Regions from separate parts of the Mus musculus genome. Here all the other regions are linked to region 1. Evidence: chromatin contacts called from public promoter capture Hi-C data. All regions are on one chromosome and are shown on one strand. Each heading gives the region's core, a stretch centred on a gene start, on an enhancer-like site or on the middle of the called end of the contact. The rest is flanking DNA. Distances are from core to core; before and after follow the strand shown. Region 1 holds the start of Trp53rka (transformation related protein 53 regulating kinase A). Region 2 holds the start of Wfdc2 (WAP four-disulfide core domain 2). Region 3 holds the start of Wfdc13 (WAP four-disulfide core domain 13). Region 4 holds the start of Dnttip1 (deoxynucleotidyltransferase, terminal, interacting protein 1). Region 5 holds the start of Snx21 (sorting nexin family member 21). Region 6 holds the start of Acot8 (acyl-CoA thioesterase 8). Region 7 holds the start of Pcif1 (PDX1 C-terminal inhibiting factor 1).

What was found. Promoter capture Hi-C pulls out the DNA fragments that hold promoters and counts their contacts.
Region 2: a promoter capture Hi-C map of liver shows a contact between it and region 1, with 4 times the contacts expected there. The contact joins the promoter of Wfdc2 here to the promoter of Trp53rka in region 1. A contact is called at or near these places in 3 of 39 promoter capture datasets (the 3T3-L1 cell line and liver) and 1 of 115 datasets of contacts at active chromatin or transcription factors (pancreatic cancer cells).
Region 3: a contact with region 1 is called in a promoter capture Hi-C map of liver, with 3 times the contacts expected there. The contact joins the promoter of Wfdc13 here to the promoter of Trp53rka in region 1. A contact is called at or near these places in 4 of 39 promoter capture datasets (liver, pre-B cells and stem cell-derived epiblast-like cells).
Region 4: a promoter capture Hi-C map of liver shows a contact between it and region 1, with 3 times the contacts expected there. The contact joins the promoter of Dnttip1 here to the promoter of Trp53rka in region 1. A contact is called at or near these places in 3 of 39 promoter capture datasets (liver and pre-B cells), 1 of 484 Hi-C or Micro-C datasets (myocytes), 1 of 115 datasets of contacts at active chromatin or transcription factors (pancreatic cancer cells) and 1 of 9 other capture datasets (liver).
Region 5: a promoter capture Hi-C map of liver shows a contact between it and region 1, with 2.4 times the contacts expected there. The contact joins the promoter of Snx21 here to the promoter of Trp53rka in region 1. A contact is called at or near these places in 8 of 39 promoter capture datasets (the 3T3-L1 cell line, the C10 cell line, hippocampal neurons and 3 more) and 1 of 115 datasets of contacts at active chromatin or transcription factors (pancreatic cancer cells).
Region 6: a promoter capture Hi-C map of liver shows a contact between it and region 1, with 4 times the contacts expected there. The contact joins the promoter of Acot8 here to the promoter of Trp53rka in region 1. A contact is called at or near these places in 6 of 39 promoter capture datasets (the 3T3-L1 cell line, 3T3-L1-derived adipocytes, hippocampal neurons and 2 more).
Region 7: a promoter capture Hi-C map of the 3T3-L1 cell line shows a contact between it and region 1, with 2.2 times the contacts expected there. The contact joins the promoter of Pcif1 here to the promoter of Trp53rka in region 1. A contact is called at or near these places in 4 of 39 promoter capture datasets (the 3T3-L1 cell line, hippocampal neurons and liver) and 1 of 115 datasets of contacts at active chromatin or transcription factors (pancreatic cancer cells).

The regions. Positions count from the first base shown.
Region 1 is chr2:165,491,447-165,495,058 of GRCm38.p6, reverse strand. It overlaps Trp53rka (transformation related protein 53 regulating kinase A), which reads left to right and starts at 1,745. Exons shown (of 2, transcript NM_001007581.1): 1 at 1,745-2,012; 2 at 3,348-3,612. The coding sequence starts at 1,757.
Region 2 is chr2:164,560,817-164,564,428 of GRCm38.p6, reverse strand. Wfdc2 (WAP four-disulfide core domain 2) reads right to left here and starts at 1,713. Exons shown (of 5, transcript NM_026323.2): 1 at 1,625-1,713; 2 at 978-1,121; 3 at 217-372. The coding sequence starts at 1,703.
Region 3 is chr2:164,683,398-164,687,009 of GRCm38.p6, reverse strand. It overlaps Wfdc13 (WAP four-disulfide core domain 13), which reads right to left and starts at 1,903. Exons shown (of 2, transcript NM_001012704.1): 1 at 1,704-1,903; 2 at 1-177. The coding sequence starts at 1,791. The coding sequence ends at 20.
Region 4 is chr2:164,744,368-164,747,979 of GRCm38.p6, reverse strand. It overlaps Dnttip1 (deoxynucleotidyltransferase, terminal, interacting protein 1), which reads right to left and starts at 1,965. Exons shown (of 13, transcript NM_133763.1): 1 at 1,822-1,965; 2 at 1,203-1,273; 3 at 421-517. The coding sequence starts at 1,926. It also overlaps a transcript of Wfdc3 not described here.
Region 5 is chr2:164,784,388-164,787,999 of GRCm38.p6, reverse strand. It overlaps Snx21 (sorting nexin family member 21), which reads right to left and starts at 1,979. Exons shown (of 3, transcript NM_133924.3): 1 at 1,676-1,979; 2 at 1,145-1,302. The coding sequence starts at 1,934.
Region 6 is chr2:164,802,995-164,806,606 of GRCm38.p6, reverse strand. Acot8 (acyl-CoA thioesterase 8) reads left to right here and starts at 1,726. Exons shown (of 6, transcript NM_133240.2): 1 at 1,726-1,917; 2 at 3,474-3,610. The coding sequence starts at 1,790. It overlaps Zswim3 (zinc finger SWIM-type containing 3), which reads right to left and starts at 1,493. Exons shown (of 2, transcript NM_178375.2): 1 at 1,176-1,493. The coding sequence starts at 1,330.
Region 7 is chr2:164,877,370-164,880,981 of GRCm38.p6, reverse strand. Pcif1 (PDX1 C-terminal inhibiting factor 1) reads right to left here and starts at 1,614. Exons shown (of 17, transcript NM_146129.3): 1 at 1,493-1,614. 4930445K14Rik (a long non-coding RNA gene) reads left to right here. Exons shown (of 2, transcript XR_003953757.1): 2 at 941-3,612.

The sequences.
Region 1 (3,612 bases), core at 496-2,995:
TCATTTACTCATTCAGTGCTTTAAGGTTTCCACCCACATCTCTAACGACCTTTTCAGCACTCAGGTAGACAAGAAACTGTCAATTCCACTTCCCCATTTGGTTGTTTAAAAAAAGTCTCACACACACACACACTCATGAAATATTTTTAAAAGGTCAAAATTTGAATCTAAACGTCCCTACCCTCAACCCCCCAGTCTCACTTAGTATCAGGCTTGCAGTCTCCTGTCTGAGCATCTGAGCACTGCACAGCCTCTGAGTGTTGGGATCACACATATGCACCATCCCTAAGACACTCTAGGCCAGTACCCACCTCTTTGGTGCTGAGGGAGAGATGGAAGCAATACAATCCCTGCCTTGTGAGTAGCTACACAGCAGGAGGGTGGGGGGCTCTGTGTGATGGGAACCACTCTAGCAGGGTAAAGTGTGTTGGGGGGTGGGTGGGTCATCAATCAAGCAGTTGAACGGCCAAAACCAAAGGGAATCTGAAACAGGTCTGGAAAGTAGAAAACCAGGGCTGATAACAGTTGAACTCACTCTCCTCATAGAGGCTAGGAAGGGCTTGTCTGGGGAAGTGACCCTGCAGTGGAGAATAACCTGCAGCTCTAGGTGATATGGAGCTGGACAAACATTTCCCTGCAGAGGAAATAGCAGGTGCAAAGGCTCTGTGCCGAGGGAGCATCATGGAGGATGGGTGGGGATTCTGGAGAGGGGAGGGTTTATAAGGGATGCAGGAGTCCATGGGCCCAGTTAAGGTTTAGGTCTTTCTTCTTAGCACAGTAGGGAGACACTGAAAGGTTTGAAGCCGCTTTAAAGAGCTAAACTCAGCCTGACTTAGCAAGCCTGGCTTTGGTCAGCACCTTTGCACAGTTAGATTTCTAAGGCAAGGGTTCAGATGGGTTTGGTTACCATAGAGACGGCTGGGTGGACACAAACAATTATGATAATGAAGCTACAGACTTGAGCACTGGGGGATATAAACGAACCGGGTTCTGGGTGCGCTTTGCTGGAAAACACATTTTGCCCACACAAAGGGTCTGATTATGAAAAGGGACCTGCCATGAATATGAACGAAACCCAGGGACCACAGAGCCAAGATGCTGGTGCCATAGCAACCCGGGACTCAAGGGCTTCTCTTCTGTATTTTCAACAGAGCCCCAAGGAGCGTGGGGCAGGGACAAGGGGGTCAAAGGCCATGTGAAGAGAGCCCTGTCCACCGGCACCGCGTAATCAGCCTCTTAATTCTGATAAGCCCTCACCCTAGCAGAACCAGGCAGCCTCATTCTGTAGTTGAAGATACCGGATCTGAGAGGGATGGTGCTGGCTGCTGACAGGCTGGTGCCAGGCATCAGGTGGCGTCTCCGGATAGAAAGCTTCGCCTAGTCCCTGCCTCCTTCCCGGCTTAGAGCATGTTTCCATAGACTGAAGTGGGACACGAGTTCAAAGCTAATCTGAGCTACACCGTGAGACTCTGTCTCAAAAAAAAAAAAAAAAAAAAAAAGGTCCCAAAGCCGGAGCATCACCGTGATGAAGAGTGAGAAGCTGTTGGCCTAAAGTTGCTGAGCGCTCACGAAGACAGACAGGGAAGGGCCAAGTCTACAGGTCCTAGAGGCTCCGCTGAGCGCGGAAAGGTCGCGAGGCGGAACCAAACTAGCAGGGTGAAGTGTGTTGTGTGGGGCGGTGTTAATGGCGGAAGAGGCCGGAGGATTTCCGAAGCGAGCGGAAGCGGCGCGGTCAGGGTCGGAAGGAGTCGGAGGCATGGCTGGCACGTCCTCGGAGGCGGAGGCCGAGGCGCTGGCCGCTGCGCGCGAGCGGAGCCGCCTCTTCCTGAGCGGCCTAGAGCTGGTGCAGCAGGGCGCCGAGGCGCGCGTCTTCCGTGGCCGCTTCCAGGGCCGCGCGGCCGTGGTGAAGCACCGCTTCCCGAAGAGCTACCGGCACCCGGAGCTGGAGGCGCGGCTCGGCCGGCGGCGGACAGTGCAGGAGGCGCGCGCGCTGCTCCGCTGCCGCCGTGCGGGTGAGGGGGGCCGGACGGGGCTCCGGGAGACGGGACAGACAGGGCTGCGGGAGACCAGTGGGACGTGAGAGACGGGGCTCCGATTTCTAGGGGACAGGATCAGATGGCAATGCTTAAGGACTCAAGGCGACAGTCAGGACGCCATTCTGTTTGGTTCGCGGGGCTTGTTTAGCGCTCGGGTCCCTCCGTTTCTCATTTCTCTGTTTCTGCTTACCGTCCTTCCCTCTCCATTTGGTGGTCTTAAGCAGTAGGTGTCCTGACAGGCGGGTGGCAGGAGCCGGGCTCTGTGGATTCACATTCTCCCTGCATTGTCTCCCTCGTAGCCATTCAGCGAGTCGTCTAGCCCAGTTACCTTGTATGTCACCGGAATCTCAGGGATATTGTGGTCATTAAAGAAGGCATATGCATCACATGTTCTTATGCTGACATAGTTCAGTAAATGTTTGATTTCATTAAATTGTTATTCTTTTCTTTAAAAAACATCCACACCCCCACAAAACAACAACAACAACAACAACATTACTCCAGAGAAAATGAGACTCAAAGAGGGGAAGTGCCTGAGGTTCCACAGCTACCAGGCAGCCTGTCTGTGGCCCAGAACCACCGAGCCTTTGCTATTTTTCTCTTTAATGGTTTTTAGGTGCCCACTGCCAGGACATTGATAGGTGCCAGGAGCCAGGGGAAATGCAGAAGTGAACAGGCCTGTGCTTTTCTGCCCTAGAGGGGCAATGGAGTTATAAAGAAGTGTTCATATATTCTCCTTTACCTTTTGTAAGTTTTATCAGACATGGGTGGGGGCTACCTTGGTACCCCAGTTTCTAGGAAACTGTTCTGAACTTGGTTGACATTCAGGAGAGACTCCTGGTGTTAACTGGAGGTTTTGTTACCACTTTACAGTTGTGGAGACTGAGGCATAGAGTAGCTAAGGGAACCTTGAGGTTTCACGCCTAATAAGGGATCTGAACCTGCCTGTTCCAGAGCACAGATGAGCCTGTAAGGTGACACCCTGCTTAGCCACTTGCCTGGTGACTGTCAGGTAGAAACTGCCCAGACTGCAGGATGCTTTCCTTCTGGCTTCTTGTTTTGTTTGTTTTTAGGGAGCAGCAATGAATTCCAGTCCTCAGGTGGCTTGAGAAAGGAGGAGCAAGCCTTGATACTTCCAGACTTACCCTGGCCTGGTCTCAGGCCGTAGTCCTGCAGGGCTTTAACAGGGCAAGCTCTGGATAAATTGTATCATTTTCCACAGTAGTCTAAACCCTGTTCCAAAGCTGTCTGCCTGTGCATGAAGCTGGCCTTCATGAAGATGCGTTCCCTAACCACGTGTGTCCATTGCAGGGATAGCTGCCCCAGTCGTCTTCTTTGTGGACTATGCGTCTAACTGCTTATATATGGAAGAAATCGAAGACTCGGTGACTGTTCGGGATTATATCCAATCCACTATGGAGACTGAAAAGGACCCCCAGTGCCTCTTGGACCTGGCCAGGAGGATGGGGCAGGTTCTGGCCGGAATGCACGACCAAGACCTCATTCACGGGGACCTCACCACCTCCAACATGCTCCTGAGGCGGCCCCTGGCGCAGCTGCACATCGTGCTCATCGA
Region 2 (3,612 bases), core at 464-2,963, 930 kb after region 1:
CTTCCACCTTCCTGTTCATAGCACCTTAGGACTCCTAAGTATAAATTGCTTCCAGTCATTCCTGGCATCTTTGAGAAAAATAATAAAGGCAAAAGAGGGGCAGGGGCTGTAGCCCCCCCAAAAGACCAGAAATTACAAACTTTGGTTTCTGTTCCCCCACCCCACCTCCTAGCCTCAGCTTTTCCCTCTTGGAAATAAGATGCTTAGATTCCACACCTCGGACACCTAAGCCTTCCCTGGTCACAGCTGGTGGCTTCGTGGAGACTTGACCTCCCGGTGGTTTAGTAGTGTGGTCAAGGCCCGCTGATTGAGTAGTAGTCCCAGTCTCTGAGAGTTTAGTATCTGTCCCTGAGAGCTCTCCTTCGCTCGGTCCTAAAGGTTGTGGAAATAAAGATACAAGAGGAAAATCCAGTGTCAAAGAAAGAAACGGAACCTCTGCCAGCCACAGGATGGCGGTGTAACTTTGTGCGAGAACATTTATTTTGGCGGCTCACTTCCACAACCTTAGGATGTGGCAAAAGATTTCTCCCTCCCTCAGGTACAAATCTTGAGTCTTGCTAGGCCAGACCGTTGAGGGCCCTGCGGGAAGAACCCCAAGGGGCAACAGGTCCCTAAGGCTCGGGTCCCGGCACTGACGCCACCCAGGGTTTGCCCTCCAACTCCAGCCTAGGAAGCCACTGCTCTCAGGTCCCGGAACAAAGTCTCGCTGTGCGTGCCCGGAAGCCCTTCATGCACCAGAGAATCGAATCCAGCCAGGAATGGGGGGGAGGGGGGCTCCTTCCCCTGGGCCGCGCCTCTGTGACGCCTTTGTCCCTCGCATTTACCCCAGGCCAGACAAGGGAGGCACGTGTGGATCGGGTTTCCACCGCTTTTCGGGCTCCCTGGATCTGGGATGCCCTTCTTCGCCAAACCCAAACCCGGGCCGCTCCCACCTCTCACAACCCCGCCCTGTCCCCGCCAGGTCACCCCGGGGCTACCATTAGGCTTGGAGCAGACAGAGCTGCAGCCCGCCTGGCAGCACTTGCGGTTGTCCGCACAGTCCTTGTCCAAAGTGCACTCCAACACACAGTCCGTAATTGGTTCAAGCTGGGGGCACTCGCCGGGTTTCTCTGCATCGGTGCCTTGGGATGGGTGGGTGGGAGCAGAGACTTGTCAGGGAGAACCGAGCCCAGTCCCACCCGCATATCCTCTCCCTGCTCCGAGATCCCCAAATTTCAACCCCAAGGATTTCGGATTCTTTGGCCCAGGGGCCCCCATAATATCATCCCAGAGAGCCTCACCCCCGAGCCAGGGGTCTCTGACACTAGAGAACTCCCCAATGCTTGGCTTCAAAGTCCCCAGTCCTCTGGGACTTGAGCCTCTGCTTGGAAGCTTCCGCCATCCCGGGAGTTTCCCGCTCCTCTTCATCAGGTCTCTGCTTTCAGAGCTGAGAGAGCCCCCGCCCTTCCAACTTTAAGCCTTCATTGATTCCCCCTCCCCCCTTCCCAGTACATTCCCCGGACCCTAAGCTTCAAGGATAACTAGCTGTAGGCCCCAGAGTTGCAAAAATTAAATATTCACTGGCCTCTCACCTTAGTCCCAGAACCCCGGCTTCTGAGACTCCGGCACTCTGGGCTGCACTCACCTGTGGCTGAGATGGGGGTGAACAGTAGCAACCCTAGTAGGAGGCCAGCGGCCAGCAAGCAGAGGCGACAGGCAGGCATGGTGCAGGTGTGACCTGCAGCCAGGATGGGGGGGATTTAAGCACTCGCGCGGGGAGGGGGGCGGGGCCGAGTGAGGGGTACAGGAGGCGGGTAGGAAGCACAGCGGGCAGCGCGGGCGCCCTGCCACCTCACGCCATTTCACAATCCCCCTGGATCAGGTGTCATTCTTGGCTCTGGTGGGAACCAGGAACCGAGACAGCTTCCAAGCCGGCTGCAGCCGGACACTTGTCCACCCCTCCCTCTCTTCCTACCTTTCTAAGGCCTGAGGGCAAGGCAGGGCAGTGAGAGCTGAAAGCTCCCTGGGATCAGTTTTAAAGAGTCTGTTGACTCCCCAGGAGTCCAAGATTAAGGAGAAAACGGCAAGGCTGCAGTGATGGAGCCAAAAGGAGGCAAAAGATGCTGGGGATTAAATGGCTGAGATTGGGGCCAGATGAACCACAGCATGCAGAGCCCTGTTCAAGGATTAGTAGAGGCTGGTGTAGTGGAGGCTACAGAAATAAGACTTATTAACAAAGGAAGCCAGCTGACAAGGAACACATCCAGGAAGGAGCAACACCCGTGCAATTTCCAGCTCTCTCGGGCATTTCTTTTGCCTTTTCTTACCCCAGTCCATTGGGGCAGGATAGAGTGTTTCACTACTATGACTAGAGAGTGATGCACAGGCTGGACCACTTCAGAGGCTTGTCCCCAACCGAAGTTCCAGGCTAAAGTTTTTGGATCTCCATTTCTTCCTCCAGGCTCTGTTTCCTCCAGATGCCTACCAAATGACACATAACAGAGAGAGTGTTATGGTGGTGACTATGCAACGCTGGCACTTCAGGATATCCTTCCCTTTATTATCAGGTAAAACTTAGCAGCGCAAACCGGGTGTCTTAGCATTTTACTGCTGTGAACAGACACCATGACTAAGGCAACTCTCATAAGGACAACATTTAATTGGGGCTGGCTTACAGGTTCAGAGGTTCAATCCATTATCATCAGGGTGGGAGCATGGCAGCATCCAGGTAGGCATGGTGCAGGAGGAACTGAGAGTTCTACATCTTCATCTGAAGGCTGCTAAGAGAAGACTAACTTCCAGAAAGCTAGGGAGAAAGGCCACCCCCACAGTGATACACTTCCTCCAACAAGGCTACCCCTCCAAATAGTACCACTCCCTGGGACAAGCATATTCAAACCACCACACTGGGCATGTGCAGGAATAGACTTTTCTCTAAGAACCTCCCTGTTTGGATTTGTATAGGCTTCCATAATAAATTCCTCACCCTTTCTAACCTTCCTTTGTTGCTTGATAGTAGACTCCTTGTGGAGTCTACTATCGTGTGCTCCTGGCCTCACATGATGTCAACCACCATATCCGGTTACCGTAATCAAAAGGGGGCTGTCCGGTGCTGGTCCTGGAGTGACAGGGACCAGGTTCCACCTCCTCCACTTCCCATTTGAAGGACCTTGGGTGAAACTCCTCTCCTTTTTGAAGAGCCATTTTTGTCATCTGTAAAAATGATGGTCGAGGGGTGGGGGATGTGTCTCAGTGGACATGGCATTTGCCTGGTGTGTGTGAGGCCCTAGGTTCAATGCTCAGGGCTACAGGGAGAGGGAAAGAATGACGATTAAAGTCATGCTCCCGCCAGGAACAACCGTGAATTCCGTAGTTGTTGACATAGGAACCCTAGGGCCTGGCGTGTGACTACCACATACAGAGCCACGAGTCCCCAACAAATAATAAATGCCCACTGTTACAAAGGAGCCTGATGAGTGTAGCCTACCTTCTATGTTCCTGAGCCCCATGTCCTTGGATTCAACCGACCTCTGGTGGAAAATATTTGGGGATAAAACTGCACCTGGACCAAGCACATGCTGGCTCTCATTCTTCTTGATGTTCCTTAAACAATACAGTGCCCAGTCCTTTATG
Region 3 (3,612 bases), core at 654-3,153, 810 kb after region 1:
GGGCTGGGAGAGGGGAGCCTTAGGAGAGCCCTAGTACTGGGGCTTGGTTTGAGGTACACACTATCCCACAGTAGGCGGAACAGCACTGAAGCGGTTCAGGGCATTCCTCCTGCTGCGTACAGAACATGTTGCACGCTCCGGGCTCCGATCTGCACGGTGGAGGTTCCAGGATGTACTCTGGAATGAAGTGGTAAGAGAGTGGTTGAAAGAACAGGCAGCAGCAACCTCATCTCCCCTTGCTGCTTTCCAGGGATGGGAATTGGTTTCGCCCCTAGCGCCCATGTTCCTCTGGGTTCTGGTTAGTGAACTAGGGCTGGATGTCAGATCTGAGACTATTAGGTGGAACCTTGGACTCACGTCTATGCATAATCCTTATGGATCAGATATTGAGACCCTATCGACCCTGGTAGGGTCTGTTTCAAGGGTAGGAATGTGTGTGTGTGTGTGTGTGTGTGTGTGTGTGAAGTTTAAAAAAAGGTATTAGTCACCTAATTTATAGTAATTTAAATTTGTTCTAGAGTCAACTGAACATCAGTTATTTGTGTGGAATATATATATTAAGAAGCCTAAATGGACTGGAGAGATGGCTCAGTGGTTAAGAGCACTGACTGTTCTTCCAGAGGTCCTGAGTTCAATTCCCAGTAACCATATGGTGGCTCACAACCATCTGCAATGGGATCTGATCTGATGCCCTCTTCTGGTGCGTCTGAAGACAGCTACAGTGTACTCATATATATTAAACAAATAATATTCTTAAAAAAGAGGAAACATAAACAGAAGTATAGCACAACAATGAACCAACAAACTGTAAGAGCTGGGCTAGAAGGTGGGCTCCAATTCACAGTTCAGGGTGGATTTTTTTTTTTCATGGTAAGGAGGGTGGGAATTTCAGAATGGGATGCCAATATCCAGCTTTTCCTTTCCGAAGCTCTGCAAACAGAACTGAGCCTCCACAGGAACATGAGCCATCAATCATATCCTCTGACTGAGCCCCAAATATAGAAGAATGCACACAAAACAGCTCTTGTCCTACTGCATATTGGCCCAGGATAGGCATTCCTGCCCCTGTCGGGCTAAGGGGCATTCGTAGCCAATGAGACAGACTCTAGTGGATGCTAGTCACTGGTAATTGTGCAGTGCCTCTAGATTTTTACCAAGCATAAAATAAAATGTGCAGTCCCTTCCCTTCCTCCCCATGTATCCTCCAAGGCCAACCTTGGTGCAGGTTGAATCATGATTTCTACCAATTTCATTTTCCTGTCTGTCTTCATGCTTGAAGAGTGGGGCCAGGGTTTCCTCCATGATGGAATTGGGGACAGCAAACTTAACCAGGAAGACGAGGCTTACGACGTTGACTGTAACTAATATTTAGTGGGATGCGCCTCATGGTCTAGTAAGACAGCTCCTAGCCTGAATGCACCAGCTTGTTTCTCTTTTCTTCTTGTCTCAATATCGTTATTTACATTATAACGTCACATTTGAAAACAAAGCAAAGCCCCCTGTCCTCAGAGAGTTTGGAGCCCTGTGATATAAGCACACAGAACAAGAATTCTGACCTAGAGTTTTCTGACCACACCCTTCGGATCCTTGGATGTTGTACTGTTCTATTCACTGTGAAATTCTCTAGCGGTGTCCCCCGAGATAGTCCCTTCTCCACAGGCGCTAACCCCGTCCCTCCCCTGGAGCACAGACCCAGCACCTACTCAGAAAGTATTGCTTGGGACTTCCAAGCACTGGCTGTGGTGCTAGGCTGAGCACCAGCAGGAGCTGCAAAGGTGACACAGGTCTCATGATGCTGGCTCGATGTGTGGTGAATCCTGGCCGAGGGTGGTTAGGTTGGTCCAAACTCTGCCGGGAGAAGAGAGGGAAAGAGGCTCAGAGATGGCTGTAAGGAGATGGCTGTAAGGAAAGCCTGGCTGAAAACCCAACCAACTCCTAGCCCTGCCCTACAGGGGCAGGTCCTGTTTCTGGATTTGCTGTCCTTTCATCCTCTCATGTGGAACTTAAAGAGCTCTCCCCCAATCCCCTCTCTCCTTTCTTTCCCTCCTCCCTCTCCCTCTCTTCTCCTCTTCTCTCTTTCTCTCTCTCCTCTCTCCCCTCCCTCTCGCCTCTTCTCTCCCTCTCTTCCTTCCTCTTCTCTCCCTCTCCCTCTCCCTCTCTCTCCCTCTCCCTCTCTCTCCCTCTCCCTCTCCCCTCTCTCTGTCTCCCCTCCCCATCCCCGATTGTGTGTGCATGTGCGTATTGCTAGGAATGGAAATCAGCACATTGCATATACCAGGCCTGATCTACATCCCCAGTCTTTGTTTTTTTTCAAGAATTAAAAAAATATCCCTCTAAAGGTTTTCTCTATCTTTGTTATATTTATCCTAGAGGCATGCATTCTTAAAGTGACTCTCTGGGTAGCATTGGAGATAATAACAGGAGAAATGGTCTTTATGTTTTAATCCATAACAAATTAATACATCCTCCATTGCCTATAATTTTTCTCATAGTTTAACCTTGTGGCTCGACTCTTCAGACTCAATTCCCTTAACTCCCGTGGTGCTGACCAGGCCCCCAGTCCACTGCCAGATGATGGTGTGTGTTCTTGGCTGCTGTCTGATTTGGGCTGGAAGCTTAAGTTTCCTGGTTAGGCTTAGAGAATTAGCTTTCATTCCTAACACAAAATCACATTTTCATCAGTTTATGTCGAATGATCTATTAGTATTGCTTTTTATTCCGTATAAACTGAGAGTGTTATATTCCTCCTTCAGCCCTTTGGTGTCGTAAACGTCACTCCAGGGTTGCTCATGTAAAACCATTCTTCAGTTTCCACAAGCATGTAGTCGCATTGATCACATTTGCTGCAGTCTGAGACAGGGTCTCACTGTATAGCTGCCCTGGAACTCACTCTGTAGACCAGGCTAGCCTTGAACTCACAGAGATCTGCCTGCCTCTGCTTCCCGAGTGCTAGGACTGAGGGGATGCACCACCACACCACAGCTTTCCACTATTGTTTTTCCAGGCGTGTAGTAAACTACTCTGGCCTTGTAGACTTTGCTGACCAGCACCCTTTCTTTATCTTGTTCCTGGGAAGTCTTGTGGACCACAATTAGTTTCTTGAATTCAAAAACCTCCCTCTCTCCTCTTTTTTTGGAGTCAGGGTCTTGCTATGTAGCCGAGGCTGCCCCAGAGCATGTGGTGCTCCTACCTCTGTCCTGAATGCTGAGATGACAGGTGAGCCTCTGGCTTCTTACTTTTTTTTTCTCTTGAGCAAATGTATATATTTTAATTGTGTTGTTTTGACTTAACTGCACAGCCTGGAAATGAGTTTGGAGAAGTTGCAGAAAGTCCCACTTTTCAACTGTGTTCCCTACTGCATGCTGGTACCTGGCTACCCAGCAAGGCCCCAGTTTACAGGCACTTGTGTCGCTACCAAGACCCAAGGTGTCAAGGCCTGGATAACTGCTGCCTGTCCGGCCAGCTATTTTAAGCTGTTACTACTGTTACAAGGAAACTTTCTCACACCAGAGTTGATTGCACACATGGTTACATTCTGTGCTTTGGTGTTCTTGGAAACCAATCACAATAGAGGGCAGTTAGAACTATTTTGTATAGTTAGCCGCAATAAAC
Region 4 (3,612 bases), core at 716-3,215, 750 kb after region 1:
TGCTTCTTTCTCCTGGGTGCTGGGATTAAAGGTATATGCCACCATGCCTGTTTTTTTCTAAGATTTAAAAAAAATATATTTATGTGTACATACCTGTGGAATTTATACTCTGGTTATAATCTGCAGAGGTCAGAAGAGGGCACTGGAGCCTGCACCTGAGTTACAGGAGGCTGGGAGTGGCCTGATGTGAGTGCTAGGAACTACAATTGAGTCCTGTGCAGGAGCAGCAAGCACCCCTAACCACTGAGGCTGTATTTTCCAGCCTCCATTCTGTTTTTTCTTGTCTAAGGGGTCTTACTGTGCTGTCCAGGCTGGCTGTCAGCTGCCTCAGCCTCCTGAGTGGTCGGGCACGTACGCTGCAGCACCTGGCTGTACAGTCTTGTTTAGTAGTACAGTTGGCTTTAGTCACCAGGTCCTCACCTTCATGTACTTGTTGAAGACACCCTGGATCTCCTCATTGATGCTAGGCTGCAGGACAGCACGGAGGAGATCCATAGAGATGGCTGGGTCTGTGAAACTGGGGTTGTTGGGGAGACAGAGTCAGGGGAGTGTTCCAAACAGACCTTCCCAGACTACTCAGCTAGTTAGCAACATGGGATTCTAAAATTTATTTCATTATAACTCTGTGAAATAGGAATTATTTTCCAAGTATTTTATGAAATATAATACACACATATTTTTTCTTTTCCTTTTTTAGAGACAGAGTCTCACTATGTAGTCTGGTTGTCTTGGAACTCACTACATAGATCAGGCTGGCCTTAAACTCACAGAGGTCTGCCTGCCTCTGCCAAGTATTGTAATTAATAAATGATTATCACTATCCCAGGTCAAAAATACAAGAAGAATTCCCAAGGCCCATCCCTTCCCCAGGCTGGATGCCCCATGTCAAAGCTGAGAAAACAGAGTCTAAGAAAAGCTAAAGGCTTGTGTTAACAAACATCTCAGTCTGCATTAGAACAGATGTCTGTAATCTTGAATTCACATCCTCTGACTTACAGACTTCAATCACGGAGACAGACTAGACGTTCATTCCTTCCCTGCTTGGTTAGGATGTGGACCTGACAAGGTGACAGGAAGTTACAGCCTCCCCACTCCTGTGCTCTTTACGGGCTGTTGATCTCAGACTCCTACAGTGGGGTTCCCAAAGCACTCACTGCAGTCCACACAACTGGATCTCAGGTCTCACCCAGGTCGAGCCTTACCTTGTGGTCATCTGAGATCGGCGGCCCCTTCGCTGCACCTGCCGATGTTTTATCATTATGTTCCAAGGGTTCTGTTGGGGACCAAGTGGGCAAATGTCACCGAGGCTTCTCATAGTGAGGATGAGGAGAAAGTGAGTATGGCGCTAAACCTAGACGTTCCTGCTTCTCACTTCTCCCACCTTGGGGTGAAGGGGAATTAATTCAGTGGCTGGAAGACCCTGTCAGGGTGGAGGAACTGGGAAAATGTTTTCTGTCACCAATGTCCAAAGCTCGCTTTTTCTGGAAGAGCAAGAGGAAGGGCAGCAGTGTTTACCTAGGGTCTACTATGAGGCGGGTGACGAGTCAGGGCGTTCTACCCGCCTTTATCAGCCCATCCCACCACAACTCCAGCAAGCTCGGGTTATTGCTGTTCATTTCACAGAAGAGAAACCTGGCGCTCAGAGGGTGTCACATCAGGCCCACGTCACCTAGCTACAATCTGAATCCAGCTTGTAGCGGCACTGAGAAAACGACATTCCCAGGGCCGCACGGCCGCCGCGTTCTTTCGCCCGCGGGCCCGGGGCCCGGGAGCCCGAGGCCCTGCCCGGCCCGAGCCCCGGCCTCGCCCGGGCGCCCTCACCGTGAGAACCGGCTGGCCCGCCGCGCCCGCGTCGCCCAGCTCCAGGCCACCTCGCTCCGCCCCGCCGGGGCCCCGCGGCTGCTCGGTGTCGCCAGTCGCCCCCATGGCGCCCCCCGGCCCACAACAACCTCAGCTCGACTCAGCCACCGGAAAGCGGCGCCGTGACGTCACGGGAGCGCCCGAGCCACCCGGCCGGAAGCGCGACGCGCGTGCGCCGTGGGGTTGCTATGGGAACCGAACTGCCGCCTAGGAGCCACCTCGTCTTTGGTGTCGGGGACGACGTTGAGGCTTCCAGACCCCTGGGAGACAACGGCTGGGGACCGAGTGTGGGTGTTCGGGGGCCATTCAGTCAAGGGACGAGGGCGGTGTGAGGGCAGCAGAGCATACACTTCAGCGGGGGAGCACGGGGCTTCGGATGAGGGCAGCCCGAAGTTCAATCTTTGAAAACCGCAGGAACATCTGAAATCTTAGCACAGCCTCCCCCGAATTGGAGTAGTCTGACTCAGGAACCGGGAAAGCCAACAAAAGAAGGGGTTGTTGGTGCCACCCTAAATACCCAAACACCTAAACACCATACTACTAGCCTTTGCGGGCTGCCGCTTGTGTCGAAAGGCATCAGAATGAAAGTTGGGTTTTGGCTTGTGAACTAGTCCTGTTGCAGAGAGCTGGCCTTCTCTCCCCTAGATGGTTGATTCTGGGATAGGTAGGGGATGAAAGGTTTAACAACTGTGGCGTTCTCCAGAGCTCCTCTTAGCACTACCTCAGAGAGGTAAGCTGTCTGTGAAAGAATTCGGATTCAGTTACGGGTGATAAAATAACTCTTCTCGGGTCACAAGAAGCAGGTAGTGTAACGTATATGAATTTTGTGTTAGGAAAGATCTAGATTCCAACCTGATGTGATATGATCGTTAACGTTGGATAGGGCCTGGTGTGATAACATAACCCCAACACCGAGGAAGGAAGTAGCTGTGGTGTAGAGCTGTCTCAAAGCCAAAGGCTAAGAACATTGGCTGTGGGACTGGATCGCTTACCGCTATTCTCCTGCATACTAATTGCACGGTCATTCGTCCACAGTTTCAAGTATTCCAGCCTGGACCATGTAACTAAGGATCTGCCTCCACCTCCACAATGCCGGTTCACAGGCATGCCACAGTCCACGTTTGGTTTATGTCGTGTTGGAAATTGACCCCAGAGTCGTCATATGGTTGATACTAGGGCTGGATTATTTTATGCAAAGCACTTAAAACTTTGGTATAAGTAACTCCTTAAATTATTCTAATATAATAGTAATTTCCAGCAACCGTCACTTAAGGACTTTTTCCTCTGAAATATTATTGTATGTATTAAAATACTGCATATAAAACACATATTAGATAATCAACAATGCCAGTTTTGTTCCATGTTCCAACGTCCACTTTTATTTTTTTAGGTTTACTTATGTGTATGAGTGTTTTGCTGGTATGCATGTATGTATGTACATCATTTATGTACCTGGTATCCGCAGAGGTCAGAATAGGGTATTGGATCCTTTGGAAATAAAGTTATGGATAATTGTAAATTTCCCTGTGGGTGCTGGGAACTGAACCCTGGTCCTCTACAAGAGCAACACATGCTCCATGACTGCTGGGCCATCTTTCTAGCCCCAACATCCACCTTTTAACAAGGCACTTCCTTGCTTTAAACAATGGTGGCTTTTTTGTTTTTGTTTTCCCTTAGGCAAGACCCTCCTCTGTAGCTCTAGGCTGAGCTTCAATTTAGGCCCAAGCTGACAGTGTAATCTACCTGTCTCTC
Region 5 (3,612 bases), core at 730-3,229, 710 kb after region 1:
CCACACCCATTTATGCAGAACCGAGCCAGCGCTCCGGTCCACCGAGCATTCATTACATCTTCTAAACTCGAATTTCTGATGCACTTTATGGACACAGCCTGAAGGCAGTTTGGCTTTTGTTTGTTTTGAGACAGGCATGGTTTTCCGTAGCCCAAGCTGGTCTCGCTTAGTATCCGGACTGCCCTTAAACTGACACATTTGCTCTACTTCCGAACTGCATGAGCACACTCAGCTCCGGGCAATTCCCTATCATTTCCGGGGTTTGGGATAAAGCTCAGAGGTCTGCAGCACTATAAGCAGCTGCTATATCAATGAGATACATTCCAATTTGTTGTTTGGCTTTTTTTTTTTTTTTTTTTTTTTTTTTGAGACAGGATCTAAATATGTAGCCGTAGTTAGCCTTGAACTTGGGGGCAGTCTTATTGCTTCAGCCTTTCAAGTCCCTGTGCAATATTTTTTAAATGGGCCTACATTTTGCACACATATCAAGTGAAGTTAGGTGTGGAATTTTCCACTTGCGGCCTCACGTGGACACTCAAATGCTTCAGATTTTCAAGCATTTCAGATTGGGGAATTTGACACTATACAGCTACAGTTTTAATCTATCACAGTGCCAGACAATGCTAAGGTTTCCCTGCGCCTGGCCTCATTTACCTCCTATTATAATCCCATGTATTGCCTATTGCTCAAAAGAGGAAACTGGGGGCCACTGAGGCCACAGAACCCACCCAAGGGGAAGCCACTGGTAAACACAGGGGATGTGAATCAAGACTGGTCTGGATCCAAAGCCCATTTCCTTAATCCTGACCCATGCCACTGGGTCTCAATACTGTGTCCTGCTGCGGTTGACAGAAACCCACAGGGTACAGAAAGAAACACACATCAGTTCTCGTAACCTCAAGACTAGGACAGGAGGCAACTCCTAAGGCCACATTCTCAGTTTTAGAGAAACTAAGTCATTTGCCTGAGGACGTGTTCAGTTGACACCCATCTTCTCATCTGGTCTCAGTTCCCCCAGGTGTAAAATAAGGACATCCTTTTATAACTGCATGGCCACGACCCCCGCCCCAAAATCTGTGCTATTTCCTTTCTCTCAGCTAGACATCTAGACTCGCTGCTCAAGGGTTCCTGGAACCTCACTCACCACGTACTTGGAGGGAGGGTCTTTGACAACATTGGCGCTGGTCACCTCAAAGAGCAGCCTCTGTGGAACTAGGGTGTTCCGAGACTTTTTCCAGAAATCCTGCAGCTGGCGGGCCAGGAGTTGACTGCTCCGTTGTCCATCAGGTGGGGGACTTCGTTCTGCACAAGCACATGACCCGTCATTATGGGGGTGGCTAGCTCCAGAGTTAACGTAAACAAAATGCCATGACCTCATTCACAGAAGCGAGATGTGCTTCACCCCAGCGCCTGGCTTACAGTGGATGCTAAACCTCCACCCGAAGCAGCTAGCACACACGTTTGTTTCCCTGGTCCTGTGCATTTAATATCTACAAAAAACCCGAGATGGTGTGATTCCCATAGTGTTGTGAGTCAAGGTCACACAGCCAAACCGTGTCTGGAAGAGCTTATAGTGTCAATAGTTTCAGAGAGAAAACTCAGGATGCCCTCGGACCGCGTCCAGCGGGGAGGCCTAACCGAGCCCCGGGGTTCCTGTCTGTCCTCCCGCACTCGCCTGCGTCTTCTCCCGATGCCCCGTCTCCTGAGGGCGGCGAGTCGAGGCCCGCCTCGTCGTCCTCGTCTTCGTCGTCAGGGTCATCCTCCGCACTAGTGAAGCTGAGGGTGCCACTGAGGCGGGAGGACAGGCCCTCGGCGTCATCGTCCTCCAGCTCTGAGCTCTCAGGGAACTGCTCGGCCTCTGGGCCCGCCGCCGCCTCCCCGGGGCCATCGCTGGCCAGGGCGTGTCGCAGCCGGTGTAGGAGCCGCGAGGCCATGGCACCCAGGGGGGAGCGCGCCACGCTGGGTCCAGGGCTGAAGAGGGAGGGGACCCCCGCCCGGAGAGGGACCCGGGGGCGTGTCAGGGGCGTGGCACAAGAGGCCACGCCCACGGGCCGCGGCCGCTGGGGACGTGCGGGAGGCCGGCCTCTGCCCTGTTCCTCCCGCAGGCCGGGACGCGCCTCCACCCACCGCGTCCCAAGTGCGTTCGGGGCGGGCTCCCGGGATTTGGTGCAGCAGCCTGGCGGATTTAAGAGGCTCTCCGCCCAGGCAGCTCACGGCGCCGCCTCGCTGCTTCCTGCCGCCGCTCCGCCTCCGCCCCGCCAGCTCCCTCTCCCGGAGCTGTTAGAATCCCAAGCCGCTGCCTGCGGGAGGGACGCGGAGGGCAGCCGGGCGGGCCAAGGCTTCCCCCGAAACCCAGCCGGATCGTGGTGGCCGCGCCCCCTCTTGGACTCGCCCACCCCTCCTGGTCTCCTGAGGCCGCCCCAAGCTTTACCCCTAATCTCCATACAGTGCCATGTAACTTTACAGTGTAATTTCGCGGCATTTGGGAGCTCGGCTCTCCCTTGAGTGAAGCTTGAAATCCGGTTTCGTCCAGCCTAGGTTTTCTCATATGAAACAAGAATACTAATACTCATACTAAATTTTCACTCATACTAAATTTTCAGCTCTTGTAAAAACCCCAGTCCGGTGCCTGTGTGAGAAACCTAGCCCTTCCCAGTTTCGTTTGAACTTAACCTGGGGGAAGTAGTCAAAGAGGAAAACATCCAGAGAGGCTGTTACTTGTTCAAGGTTGCCCAGTTTGTCAGAGATCTCTAGCGTGGGAGCTCTTGAACTGATTTATTTTCCCACGCGTGCGGGGTTGCTTGGGTAATCTCTATAACTCTCTTGGAGAACTGCAGTTTATCTTTTACTGCAGGGTAGCAGTAGTCAGGAAAATGATTGCTGATCCCTGTCCCAAGGCTTACATGTCAGACCTAGCAGGCAGATTTGGCTAGTTAGACAATAAAACAAGTTATCTCAAAGGCCAGGTGTGGTGCTCCTGTGGCTCATGCCATTAATCCTAGCCCTGGCTCTCGGGAGGCAAAGGTAGGAGGATCATTGTGAGTTCAAGAACAGCCTGGTTTACTGTTGAGGTCCAGAACTAAATAGAGACCCTGCCTCAAAATTATCTCAGACAGTATCAAAATTAAGTATCTCCTATCCCCTTTTAGGGCGTGGGAGAGGGATGGAGGATATGAACGGAAAGACCTTCCTGGCCTTTACTGAACAGAAGGGTCTCAGATTTTAGCACTCATGGCGTCTTGTAAGTATTTCATACACTGTCACATGTCAGTCTCAGAGGATGAAGTTACAGTAATGATTATTTTTCTAAACGATTTATTTATTTCATATATGTGGTTATACTGTCGCTGTCTTCAGACACAGCAGAAAATGGCATTGGATGACCATTACAGATGGTTGCTGGGAATTGAACTTAGGACCTATGGAAGAGCAGTCAGTGCTCTTAGCCACTGAGCCATCTCTCCAGCCCCTCCCCCCCCCCTTGATGGTTCTTTTTTAATATGAGGAAACTAAGGCTGAGACTGGAAAGATGGTTTAGTGGTTAAGGGTGTGTATTTAGAAGAACTCTGGTAGAAGACCAGAGCTTGGTTTTCAGTACCCAAACTGGCAGTT
Region 6 (3,612 bases), core at 477-2,976, 690 kb after region 1:
ATATTAGTTTCTAAGTCCAAGTAACTCCTTAGGGACACTTATTCATCTTTATGTGTACCCAAGAGTGACCCTGGACTTCAGAATGGAGCCAGAACACAGCCAGGCTCTATAGTCTGGAAAGTACTGTCCAAAGAGCTCAATCCCTGACTCAAACTTTGGTATATTTTGACACTCAGTTGGCCTATATGTTGTAATTAAAACTTGAATTGACTTTCAAATTGATTCATATGATTAGATTTCACAGCAAAAGACTGGGCACACAAACCTTCCTTTTTACGAAGGGGCGGGGCTGCTTCCCATTTCTCTCTGTCTCTCCCTCCCGCCCCCCAACTCCCCACTTTGGTTTTTCAAGACAGGTTTTCTCTGTGTAGCCCTGACTGTCCTGGAAGCTGCTCTGTAGACCAGACTGGCGTCGAACTCACAGAGATCTGCCTGCCTCTGCCTCCTGAGTGCTGGGATTAAAGGCTTCCACCACCAACCCCCTTTCCCTGTATTTTTTTTTTTAAACCAAACTGATTTGTCTCAAACTCATGACCCGCCGGCCTCAACCTTTTCGCATTGGGCTTCTAAACCTGCACCCTTATTCTTTCTTTCAAAGAAAAACTAAAAGCTAAATTTATAGTAGGCTGTTTCACCTGAACCCTAAAAGCCCTGGCGTTTTCATCAGCTTTTAGCCCCTAAAGTCAAATGAGTCAGGGAGCTACCACCAATAATTCTGACACACAGCCCTGCAGAGTAAGAAAGGCACTCAGGGAGCACCACCTTGGATAAGGAAGGTGTTTGAAAACGGCTGTATCTGGAGCTCAAGAATCATTTACAAAATCAATCACCGAAAAGAACCAACCAACCAACCAATGAGCACCATTACTGCTTTGTAAAGAGGAGGCTAATGGAGGAAATTATTACTAAGGCGTTTCAATTCACTCCTCAACCAGCCTTGCGCTTGAGATAGATTCTCTCAACAAACAAATAAAACGGAAAAACAACAAGATGCAGTTACTGCGAATTCCCAGGAAAGCTCGTGAATGAAGGAGTGGGAGCAAGCGCGGCGGGTAGCAAAGGCCACGCCGGTGAGGTTTCCCTCGTTTTTCCGCAGGCACGGGGAACGTGGCTCCTCCATGCACGCCCTCCTCCTCCAGGCAGCCCTCCTCCCCACCCTCCTGCCCCGCCCTTACAGGATATCCTCGCGGAAAGAGGTGCCGTTGTTGAGGTTATGGAAGCGGACGGAGATGCAGTCCCTGACAATGAAGGAGCACCTGGTCTCCTTTTTGTAGGCGCTGAAACACTCCTTGAAGTCCTCGTAGGTCTTAAAGCAGCTGCCTAGCTCCATGGCCGGGGACTGGCCCTCCTAGAACCTAGAACCACGGCAGGGGTCAGAGGTCACTGGGTAACGGCTGGCACGGGCCCAGCTGCGGTCCCGAGTGAGTGGCTTACAGGGCGCTTGGGAGGAGCCCAGAACAGGAGGAGACCGGTAACAGCAACCTAGGGGCGACTTTGCTCAGTGACAGAAGAGGAAAGACGCTCATCCCTTATTATTCATCTCCAAGGCTCCGCCCCCTCGCTGATTCACCCAATCACACGCGGATGTCCAAAACTGACACAAATATCCTCCAATCTTAAGATAGAGCTAGCCGCGCCCACTCTGAAATTGACAAGCACATCGACCAATCACAATCTGCGTCTCGCTCCCCGGAGCCCTTGGGATTTCCGGCCCCTGGAGCGACCTTCCGGAAGCGCTGGGAGCCTATATAAGTTTCCGCGTTTCTCTCAACCGCAGCCAGCAGTGAAAATGTCAGCGCCAGAGGGTCTGGGAGATGCTCATGGCGACGCCGACCGCGGCGACCTTTCCGGGGACCTCCGTAGTGTGCTGGTCACGAGCGTGCTCAACCTCGAGCCGCTAGATGAAGATCTCTACAGGTAGCCGGTAGCGCCTCTGAACTAGGCTCGCACCCCTCTTTCAGTATAGAGTCGCGATTACTGCCATCTCCCTGTGAACCTCAGTTCTGGGGTTAAGAGTTGGATGCAAGCTCTGCTGCAGTTAGAAGGCATGTCCCTGGCATCCATCCTTGCTTCCTCTTCAGGAGGCGATCTGGGGGGTGGGGGGGGAAGGTGTGTGTGTGTGTGTGTGTGTGTGTGAGAGAGAGAGAGAGAGAGAGAGGGAGAGAGGGAGAGAGGGAGAGAGGGAGAGAGGGGACAGAGACTCCGCTACCCCACAAGGCAGCTTAATCTGGTAGACTGAGTGTGCGTGTGTGTTCGTTTGTTCAAGCCATCCCTTAATGTCTGGTAAGTCATTACTTATCTTTCACTGAAGTGGGTTTGTAACAATTTTTTTGTTTTGTTTAGAGACAAGATGTCACTAAATATAGTCCTGGATGACCTGGAATTCACTATATATATATGAATGGAGAGGGAGAGAATGAGAGAGAGAGTATATATATATACACAGCAAGTTGGCTTGGAACCCACAGGGATCCACCTTCATTTGTCTCTTAAGCGCTGGCAGGAGTTCACCACCAGGTCTAGCTGGTTGTCTTGTTTTGTTTTGAGACAGGCTTTCTGTATAGCCCTCCCTGGCTAACCTGGAACTCTGTGTAGACCTGGCTGGCCTTGAGCTCACAGAGGCCAGTGTATCTCTGCCTCCCAAATCCTGGGCTCAAAGGTGTGTACCACCATGCCTGTTCAGTGACAGTTCTGACCCATGCAGCCCTTACGACTTTATCAGAAGCTATCGTTCTTCCAGCTAGGTAATTACTGTCTTGGGCCAGGAGCGCTTTTCAAATTGTTCTGTAAAGAAAAAACTGACAATCTCAGGGTTGAGTGCTAGGACTCAGGGTTCAGGCTCCAGCACTGGGCAAGCCCTTTCACCTAGATTAATCTGCAGGTAGCCGGCAGCGCCTCTGATTTCGGCTAGATTAATCTGCATTCAGTTTCACAACCTCAGACTGTTTTTTTTTTTTTTTTTTTTTTTTTTTTTTTAAGGGAGTTATATGGGAAGTCTTGAAGTCCTTTTAGCTCTGAAACTAGTTCCTGGAAGAGCTGCCTTGTCATGGTTAAGGAGTGCCAGCAGCAAGCCTTCATCCACACAACCCAGTCCCAGATCTGTTTTTTTTGGAGTTCCTCATGTCTGTTCAAGGCCTCAACAAACTTCTGGCCTCTCCCTTTCCCTGGTTTGGGGCGGGGAAGCTGTGGACTTGAGACCTCCCAGGGTTGGTAAGGGTTGAACTGTGTGGACATGCTTCCTGTACTCTTGCTGTAAACGAGGGAGCTCGCGCTTATGTTCTGTTTGAAGTCCACAGAAAGCTTGGGTAGATGCGTGGACGAAAGATTTGTGCGGTGATGTAAGAGATTCGAGAGCAGACTCGTTGGCCTCCCTCGGGTTCTGAAAAAGGACCCAAGTAACCTTAAACCCTTTACTGGAGGCTTACGGAGTTCACAGCGCCCCTCAAGTCTTTTCCACTTTCCTCTCTCCACAGAGGAAGGCATTACTGGGTACCTACCTCCCAGCGGCTCTTTGGGGGTCAAATTATGGGCCAGGCCCTGGTGGCTGCAGCCAAGTCTGTGAGTGAAGACGTCCATGTCCACTCCCTGCACTGCTACTTTGTCCGGGCAGGT
Region 7 (3,612 bases), core at 365-2,864, 610 kb after region 1:
TTTGTGTCCCCCAAAATGTGAAGGATGCACCTGGTAGATGCAGTTGTTAGAGAAGGCAGAAGCAGCCCGGCCTCGTGCCACCTAAACAGGACACTACAGCAATCCCAAACCAGCTGAACCCCAACGACACCTATTTGCAGTTAGAAGCAGGAGGGGTAGAACTACCAAAGAATTTGTAACTTTAGGGCAGGGTCTCACACAGCTGAAACTGGCGTAAAACTCCTAATGATCCTGCCGGAATCGGAGTGTTAAAGATTATCGCCCTTAGTCATCCTATCCTGCCTTGGTCATCCATCCATCTCTTAAGTGCTAGAATTTCAGATCTGTGCCTTCACCCTCGACAAGATTTTATTTTTAAACGCACCCCAGATGGGACTGGGAGACAAGATGACACACTTTTGCACTTTACACAGCTTGAAAATGTTAACTTGGAACTTGTTAAGTGCTGGTAATAAAGCTACTTAGTACACTGACTGCCCGGCATATGTGAAACCTAGGGTTATATCCCCAGTACCACATACACACACATTAGAGCCAGGTGTAGTGACAGACGACTTTAATCCCAGCACTAAAGACACAGGGTTTCTGTGAATTCGAGGGCAGCCTGTTCCACATAGTGAGTTACAGGATAGCCAGGGCTACACAGAGACCCTGTCTTTTAAAAATAAGATAAACTCGCGTAGATAGGTGCAGCAGGTCTCTGGCCAAAACGCCAGCTCTGAAGTTGGCCAGACCCAAGTTCAAGGCCGTGCTGCCGTCCTGACACCTACGTCAGAACCATCTGACCCCTGCACCGTAGTCTAGCGTTCTGTGGACTCTCGCTGCTGCTCCCATTAAGTGACTGTTTTCACTTAGCCTGTGCCTTCCGGACCCCCACGCATACCAAAGTCGGAGAAGCGCAGCGTAGTCTAGAGACAAACAACTGTATCTGCGCAAGCAGCGGAACTCGGACTAGAAAATGCATCCGATTCCGGGATTGGAGGAACATGGGCGGGATCACATACCAGAGTACCAATCATAACGCCCCGGCTCTGGTGGGCGGAGCCACGCAGGCGCACAGACGGGAACCCTCCCCCACCCCGCTCCCAGCGCGCTCCCGCCTGCCCCTCCCGCAAGCCCAGCGGGGGCGGGAAGTCTGGCGCGCGCGCGCCGGCCCTTCGCCCGGGCTCCGCCCCCCGCCCTGCCGCGCGCTCCCGCCCCCGGGCTGAGGCGACTCTGAGTCGGAGCCCGACACAAAGGCGGTGGCGACGGCGGCAGCGGCAGCAGCGAAGGGACCCTAGAGGCCGCTCCGCCCGGGCTCTCCGGGCCCACTGCACTCACCCCAGCCGGCAGTCCTGCTGCCCACCCGCGGCTCTAAGATGGCGGCGACGAAAGAGACCGGGCGAGCGGCAGCCCCGAGCGGGAAGCGCCGGAGGGGCCTCCGCCGTCCTGCTTCGGACTCCCGGACCCAGGCGCGGCACGCAGCGGGACCGTGGCTTCCTGGGGCTCTTACCTGCCCGAAGCGGACTCGAGGGGATGCGGCCACACGTTCTGCTCGACCGCCCGTTTTGCCGCCTCCGCCTCGCCCTCCCCAGCGCCGCTGCCGCCATCTTGTGTCCCGGGCCGGGACTCCGCGCTGCGCATGCGTCGGTACCGCCTCTGAAGGACCTCGCCACGGCCGCGCCGCCATCTTGAGTGTGGCAACGTTGACTGGCTCCCCAGACCTTGATGGCTTTCGCCCCCACCCCCCGCCCCCAACTCCCCATTTTCCGGTTGATCTGGGTGGTCCCTTGTGGTCCTGAGGATGGGGAAAAACAGCGTTGCTATTCTTGAAACGTAGGTGGGAAGGAAGGAATCTATCGCACACCCCTGCCTCAGTTTCCCTGCCGAACGCATTCGCAGGGGCTGAAGATCTAGGACACTTTAGGGGGCACGAAGCTGGTCTAGAGTCTTCTGGGGGCTCTGGCTCAGTTGCCGACATAGGCGGAGCGGTGACGTAGGCCCTGCACGTTGGGTCCTGGCCTGCACAGTGCTCTGCCGCTTCCAGCTGGTGTCCTCTCGGGGCCTCTGCCCTCTAAGGGTCCTGGAATGTTAACTCTCTCTGCCTAGAGGCCAGGTGACGAAGACGTGCAAATCGAACCTTTGCGCGTTAGCAACCTGCTCACAAATTGCTCTTGAATAGTCGTAGCTTTTGGAGGAGTGCAAATAGGGTAGATGTGGCTTTGGGCAGTTGTAAAGTTGTGAAGGCTGCACACAGCTTAGTGGGAGACGCTTCTGCAAGGGGCCATCGTCGGGCTCCCTTCCGGAATTAGGCTCCTAGCTCCACCCACTTGTGGCCTCCTAAGGAAGCTGTTGCCCAGTTAAGGTAACTTGAAAGGAGGACAAGTTTGCCACCTGCTGCTGGACTAGCGTAGCAGATGGCCCAGCTGGTCAGCCTCTCAGGTCTATGACGCTGTCGGCGCTGGCTGCCCAGTAACTTGGAGCTGGAATGTTGGGAGGTCAGGAAAAATGGTCAACAATATAAACTAGTAAGAGTTGGAGGAGGATCTTGTCTAGTCTGCCCACAGACACCTGACCATCGACCCCAGGTGTGTCCATCTTAGGGATTTTTTTGTTCTTTTGGTTTTTTGATAGTTCTGCTATATAACCCTGGCAGACCAGGAACTCAGCAGTCTGTCTGCCTGCTGGGTGCTGAAATTAAAAGCATACACCATCATGCATCTCGAATCTTGGGAGACTGATAAAGGGTCACTAGTTTGAGAGGTCAGCAGGGCTACAAGATACTTGCTTTAAAAAGGAAAGTTTAACTTGGGAGGCAGAGGCAGGCAGATTTCTGAGTTCGAGGCCAGCCTGGACTACAGAGTGAGTTCCAGGACAGCCAGGGCTACACAGAGAAACCCTGTCTCGGGAAGAAAAAAAAAAAAAAAAAAAAAAAGGAAAGTTTAAAAGGGGAGTTGGTTAGGGGTGTAACTCAGTGTTTCCCTAACCTCTGACCCTGTTCCAGTTCTGGTTTTTGGTTTGGTTTTTTTTTTTTTTTTTTTTTTAAAGATTTATTTATTATATGTAAGTACACTGAAGCTGTCTTCAGACACTCCAGAAGAGGGCGCCAGATCTCGTTACGGATGGTTGTGAGCCACCATGTGGTTGCTGGGATCTGAACTCCTGACCTTCGGAAGAGCAGTCGGGTGCTCTTACCCACTGAGCCATCTCACCAGCCCCTTGGTTTGGTTTTTAAGCTAGCCAGGTGCGATAGTTCCTTTACCCGCAGGACTCCTAGCTCCATAGGGAGTTCCAGACCTGATCTTTTTCAAACAAACGCAAATGGAGTCAAGAGTGTGCACACCTGAGACCCCCAACAGCACTGGAAAGGCAGAAGCAGGAGGAGGCTAAGTCGTACATCAGTCAGCCTGGCCTACACAATGTAGTGGAACTCTCAAGCAAAACCAGAGCAGTGCACAAGAGCTGGACATGGTGGTCCTTGTCTCTAGGTCCAGAGACTAGGGAAGCTGAAGGAGGAGCCTGGGTAACAGGGAAATGCCATCTGAAGAAGGAAAGACAAGCCTGCCTGCAGAAAGTCATTGCATCAACTACATAAAGTGGAGGATGGTGGCACTAAGGCCACTTTACCACCTC